2 separate regions of the Sus scrofa genome follow, and region 2 is linked to region 1. The links are chromatin contacts, called in public promoter capture Hi-C maps. All regions are on one chromosome and are shown on one strand. The core of a region is the stretch at or near the end of the contact, and the rest is flanking DNA. Distances in the headings are between cores, read along the strand shown. Region 1 holds the start of TM2D1 (TM2 domain-containing protein 1). Region 2 holds the start of NFIA (nuclear factor 1 A-type).

What was found. Promoter capture Hi-C pulls out the DNA fragments that hold promoters and counts their contacts.
Region 2: a contact with region 1 is called in a promoter capture Hi-C map of liver, with 4 times the contacts expected there. The contact joins the promoter of NFIA here to the promoter of TM2D1 in region 1. A contact is called at or near these places in 2 of 5 promoter capture datasets (fetal liver and liver), 2 of 47 Hi-C or Micro-C datasets (liver and skeletal muscle) and 1 of 2 datasets of contacts at active chromatin or transcription factors (skeletal muscle).

The regions. Positions count from the first base shown.
Region 1 is chr6:150,613,697-150,616,799 of Sscrofa11.1, forward strand. TM2D1 (TM2 domain-containing protein 1) reads left to right here and starts at 1,615. Exons shown (of 7, transcript XM_013988894.2): 1 at 1,615-1,832; 2 at 3,065-3,103. The coding sequence starts at 1,675.
Region 2 is chr6:151,228,198-151,231,300 of Sscrofa11.1, forward strand. It overlaps NFIA (nuclear factor 1 A-type), which reads right to left and starts at 1,576. Exons shown (of 11, transcript XM_021097780.1): 1 at 1,156-1,576. The coding sequence starts at 1,245.

The DNA.
Region 1 (3,103 bases), core at 365-2,864:
GATAAACATTTTTGTGTAGGGGAAGAAGGAGGGAAAGAGAGAGAAAGAAGGAAAGGAAGACTCTAAGAGGAAAGGTGGGGCGGAGATAAGGTATAAGTTCAATTAAAACAATTTAAAATTTGAACTAGTAGAAGTTCCCGTCTACTAGTTCCGGCTTTGTCATGAGCTGTGGTGTAGGTCACAGACGCAGCTCGGATCTGGCGTTGCTGTGGCTCTGGTGTAGGCTGTCGGCTACAGCTCCGATTCGATCCCTAGCCTGGGAACCTCCATATGCCTCTGGTGCGGCCCTAAAAAGACAAAAAAAAAAAAAAAAAAAGAAAAAAGACCCCCCGCAAAATTGAACCACTAAATTTACCCTTAAATCTTTAAGTATAAACGTTTTAATTTTTAAAATAGCACAGTTAATGTTGCAAAATTGGTTTAAGAAAAAAAAAATTTTTTTTTGTCATTTTAGGGCCACACCTGTGGCACATGGAGGTTCCCAGGCTAGGGGTGGAATTGAAGCTGTAGCTGCTAACCTACGGCACAACAATGCTGAATCTGAGTTGTGTCTTCCACCTACACCACAGGTCAAGGCAATGCCGGATTCTTAACCCACTGAGTGAGGCCAGGGATTGAACCCACTTCCTCATGAATCCCAGTCAAGTTCGTTACAGCTGAGCCACAACAGGAGCTCCCAAGAAAGTGTTTAAATGTAGTTACAATACTAAGTTATTATTGCAAATAGTTTCATATCTTCTCATTCAAAAGCGATACGCCTCCTGTTATCTCAAGGTTGTCAAAGTGTGGTCTCTAGACCAGCAATATCAGCATAGCTAGGCAATTAATTAGAAACGCAAATTATCCTACCCATTCTACATCTTCAGAATCAGAAAATGAGGCGGGCTCAACCTTCTGCGTTTCAACAAATACTCCAGGTGATACTAATGCTCCCGAAAATTTGGAACCACCACACAACACAATTAGTACTTAGTCCCACGGTGGCGAAGAGGCACCAAACGCAGTATTTTTATATTAGCGAAAAAAGATTAAATTTTCACTAAAAAAGTACACATTTTGTTTGGTATAGAAGATACCTCCAGAGAAGAGATGGAGGAAAAAACCCTCCAACTTTTCACTTGGCTTAAACTCTTTGTCTCCTCTTGTTTTTAGGCCCTTTCCTTCACTTCACTTTTACTGATAAAGATAAAGGTGCAGTGCTTATCTTTGTGATACAGCGTCCTCAAGATCTATTCGTAAAAGCTCCTCCTCTAAGAAAAAGGCCAGGCCATTATATCCTGAGAGCACAGAGTCTGAAATCGGGGAAACGTCAATTCTGTTCTAACTCAGTAACTAAGGTCAACATGCTTTTCAGCGTCTCTGAGACTGGTTCGTTATCTGTCAACCCAAATCCTACTAGACTAATGGAGATAATGTTTGTAAGATGTTTATCAAATCTCCGGGCGCCGCTGGCACTTCTGCAGATGGAGGGCAGCGGATTTTCCAAGCCAGCTTTTTTCCTCGGGCTTTGAAAGACCAATCAAATCTCTTCGAGCTGATTCTGCAGGCCTAGAGGGAGGCTCTACTCCAGCCCTTGCAGGGTCCCTTTAAGAGCCTCCCTCCCATGGTCCGACTCCGCCCGGCTCCCGGGCGAGGGCGGAACCGGAAGTTGTGGGGGACGCCCCGGTGCTCAGCATGGCGGCCGCCTGGCCCTCCAGGCCGGCTGCTCCCGACACAGTGGCCGCCCGGTTCCTCGGTGTCCTGTGGTTCATATCAGCCACCACTGGACCTTGGGGAGCTGCCGCCGGCGGCAGCGAGGAGCCACTTAAGTGCGAGGACCTCAAAGTGGGACAATATCCTCTATGAGGAGCCCCCAGTGGGGGCAAGGTAGATTTCGGGTTGAGAGTGGGTTGTGGACCTCAATACCGGCTAGGATTGGACTGAAGGGAACGGTGACCTGTGTCCTCTAATGACCTCGGGACCTCGCGGGGGCGGGGGGTGAAGAGAGATGTGGGGGTGGGACGGACAGAGGCCATCCTGTGAGTTCCTTGGGATTTTACTGTTCCTTGGCGCTTCCCCTTCTTATCCACCTTTCTTCTTTCCTTTCCTTCCTCCCTCCTTCCTTCCCGGTGAGTTTGTTTGTTCAGTAAACACATAAATGCTGAAGTATGTAGGGTCCTGTTTCTAGGCACTAGTATTAAATTAAATGATTGATAGACCCTACCGCGGAAATTTGCCCACTTAGAGGGAAACACAGTAGTTAATAACGATATAGCCAATGTATGCTACCCATTTATCATTAACTTTACACTTACTATCTTATATCCTCTAAATCTCCATGAGAAACTGAGGCAGTTCATCAGTTAGGTAGATCTGTTCATCAGTTTATTTTTAGCTCTGATAAAGAGAGGAGTTAGGTAGGTCTGTTAATCAGTTTATTTCTGCTCTCACTGTCATGGGGCAAATTCCTGCTCCACTTTGTAACCGTGGACAAGTTATTTGAACTCTGTTTTCTCATGAGTAAGAATGTAGATAACAGTGGTACCAACCTAAAGGTTTGTTTTGATAAACTGGTACAGGTAGAAGGTAAGTCACTTAGAACAATGCCTGGAACACAGGAGTAGGGGCTATATGTGTAAGCTGTTTATTTACTGATGAGAAACTGAGGCTGTTCATCAGTTTATTTTTAGCTTTGATAAAGAGAGGAATTAGGTAGATCTGTTCTTCAGTTTTCAGTCAGATCTCTAGAAACTGATTTTTTTTAACCTAAAATTCTCTTAATAATTTGGTGACAATTTTTATTTTAATTTTTTCTTTGTGCTTTGTACATAAACACTGACCGATGTTCTTTAAAGATAGCACCCTCTGCTAGAGTTTTAACAGATGTTAGTATACTTTTCCTATAATAAATTCATGTTCAGGTCTTATTTAGTGACACCGAAAATATATCTGTGCCCGTACCTGTTGACTTGGACAAACTAACATCCTCTATTTACATGTAAATATAAACATAAATGTATAAGTTAAAGACTGGATAATATTGTTTTATATTGGAATGTGGTTCATATTTCCTTAACTTTTCTACATATATTTGTAAAGATCCAAAAATAAATGAGGCTACACA
Region 2 (3,103 bases), core at 326-2,825, 610 kb after region 1:
GCCAGTCTCAATATCCAGGTCCCTACTGACCATATGTCTAAGCAGCAAAATTCAAGGAAAATCAAGAAAAACATCCTCTTTCTCCCCCTTTTCCTTTCAAATGTACAAAACAGCTGTCAGTACACCTGTGAAACATTCTCTCTCCCTTAAAACTGTTGTTTAGAGTTCAAGAAGAGAGGCTTGTCTATTCCTTCAAAGTACCTGAAAAGCCAAAGCTTTTAAGATAATCAGAGTAAGAAGTTTTGCAATGCTAAGTATGCAATATATCACTTCCGAAAGCTCACTACGGTCCCATAGTTTTTAAGCCACATACTTTTAAAAGCTGAATCTCACCTTCCACAACCCTTAACAACATTCCTGAACTTACAAATAATAATTCATGCAAAGTTAAACATTTCTGTAGAAGAATTTAAAAAAAATAAAAAACTTTTCCCAAAAGGCAATGGAAGAAGGCATACGATTTACGCAAACAAAACAAAACTACACCAATTAGGTTTTCTTTTCTGAAACTCGAAAACTCTTTCCTATTATGCTTGCTAAATCCGGAAGAGCCTGTAGCTTTGACAGCTTGAACCACACCATCCCCTTCAGAGCCGCAGAGAACTTCAGATCTTGTCTGCCCCGCCCCCTCTGGCTACTGCGAGCCAGTGTACACCCAAGCTTCCTCATGATTGGATAAAGCTCTAGTCAATCTCCCAGGTTGTCCCATTGATTAGAGGATCGAATCGTCAATTACTCTCCGGTCCAGACATTTCTTTTCGGGTTAGGTTGACTGCTGAGGCCAGACGTCTTTTTACAGAACCGAGCACGTACAGGATTCCCCCCCCTCCCCTTTCTGGAACCGAGCAAGCACTTGGAGGAGAAAAAAAAATCTGTCAAGCTCAGCAATTTTTTTCAAATCTCAGGAAGAAAAAAAAAAGGAAACCCAGTCCCTAATGCACATAGCAAAATAAATAAATAAAAGCCATCCACAAAGCTACATCTTTAAAACAAAACCATCACAATAGACATTTACCCAGCAATCACGTCAGTGCATATGCAAGCTAGAGAAAATTTTAAGTCTTAGCCATTAACAAAACCATTCTACCATTATTGTTGTTTATAAAACGCATATCGTATAAACGCAAAATAGAAAGTTTAAGATGTACCACGTACCATTGCAATGTAAAAAGAGTACGTGAGAAACTTTAAAATGTTCAGACGAATTGCTTCATTTGTTGTCCCCCTTTTTTTTTTTTTTTGCATTAAAAAGATATCTTAATAAACTTGGAACCGTTGAAAACCCGGAAGAGATTTTTTTTTAAGCTGTTGGCCAATTGCAGGCTTCTTGGAGATTTTTTTTTTTTTTTTCTCCAAATCAGGAGGCTTCTGCAATTGCAATGCGCGCTCTCTGCCTCTCTCACTGTCTCTCCTCTTTTGAAAGCGATCCAACCCGGGCTGGCTGGTTCTCAGATTCTCTCTGGTTTTGCCTTGTGTGCTTTGGATTCTACGAGACTTTGCCGAAGTTGCAATCGGTTCGCAGTCCCTCTCTCCTCTCACTACCCGCTTGTTTATTTCCGCAATCGCTGCAATTTGCATAGTAACCACGCACGGGGCGCCGGGGCTGCCTGCAGAGGGGGCCCGGAGGGGGCAGGGAAAGGCCTTGCCCCCGCTCCCTCCCCCCGTCTCTCTCCCCGCCAGTCTCCTCCTCCCCCACGGCGTGTGGCCAATAGGAGCCCCGACATTCAGCGCAAGCTCGGGTCGGGACACCGTTTGGAAGAAAAGCCCCTGTGTTACTAGGCCCCGCTCACAGGACCGTGTTTTTGGCGCAGTAGGAGTTCCCCTGCTTGCGGACCTCGCAGCCGGTACTAGGGAGATGTGAGGCTATGATACCTTTGCCTGCGGTTGTGCGGGTTTTGCACGTTTTAATCAAGTCTGCACACCTGCTTTCTCGGTTTCTTTTTCCATAGCCTCTGGTGAGTTATTAGGTTAGTTCATGATGGTTAGTGAGAGATTTAACCTTTATTTGCACTGGTGTAGACCAAGAGTTAAAGATCCTCTTTGGATCATTAAATCAAGAGAGTGCAAAATGTCACCGAGAACTTGCAGTGAAATAAAGCTTCTACTCTAGCTTCAGAAAGGAAAAAGCATTGCCACTACTCTCTGCAGATGGCTGAACATAAAAATGGTTAGGTGGGCTCCCTCAAGAATAAAGCTGTTCCTTTAAAGCAGGAGATGCAGTGAAATTCGAATGTAATTGCAAGCGTTTAATTGGTCAATATCCTTACAAAACCTGGGTTCCACAAAATTTAATGCACTTCTCCACCTCCCATCCCCCCCAAAGGAGACCTGTTTCAACATTTAAAGGAGGTAGGGGGTTAAAACCCAGTTGCTGAAACATCAAATCCTTCATTTCACTGATTCGTCTTATATGATTAATCCAGACTCTTTAAGATCAGGTGATCAGGATATTTCAGTGTCAACCTTTTATGTGTTTGTTTTATGCAACAGACTAGGCATTGGTGCAGTGGTGGTGCAAGGGAAGTATCCCTTTAAATGGAAAGCATCACAACCAGGTATTGCCTTTTTTTTTTTTTTAATGTGTTTGCTTTGCATCAGTTAAGTAGCTTAGGACATTTTGCTGAATAACTGAGTGACTGGAAAATGTGTGCTTAAGCTCACTTGATAAAAATTATCCAGTAAGAAGTCAAGAGGAATAGGAAGCAACTTGGCGGTTGCCTGATTTTCTTAACTGTCCTTGGTGAAGTTACCTAATTAATTGATAACAGAACCTCGAGCAGTTAAATCAGAAGTTAGAGAATCCTCCTATTCTATTTTGAACCACATTTTTGGCTTTAGGCTTGCACTTTACAACCAGGTAACTGATGCAGCATTACTAGGAGGTACTATATTGTGACTGCCCTTGGTGTTAGGCAACATTTGCTGTTCTGGTCTGCCTCCGATAGATTCGGATATTGTCTGGCTCTAGAAACTCTGTGGCATTTTAATCCTGGCCTCCTCCACTGAACATACATTTCCACTTGGCATGGTATGATACTTTTGCCCTAGAAATACACTTGATGAAATGTAGTGGCTTAAGGAAAAAGGAAAAATAAATTTTTTA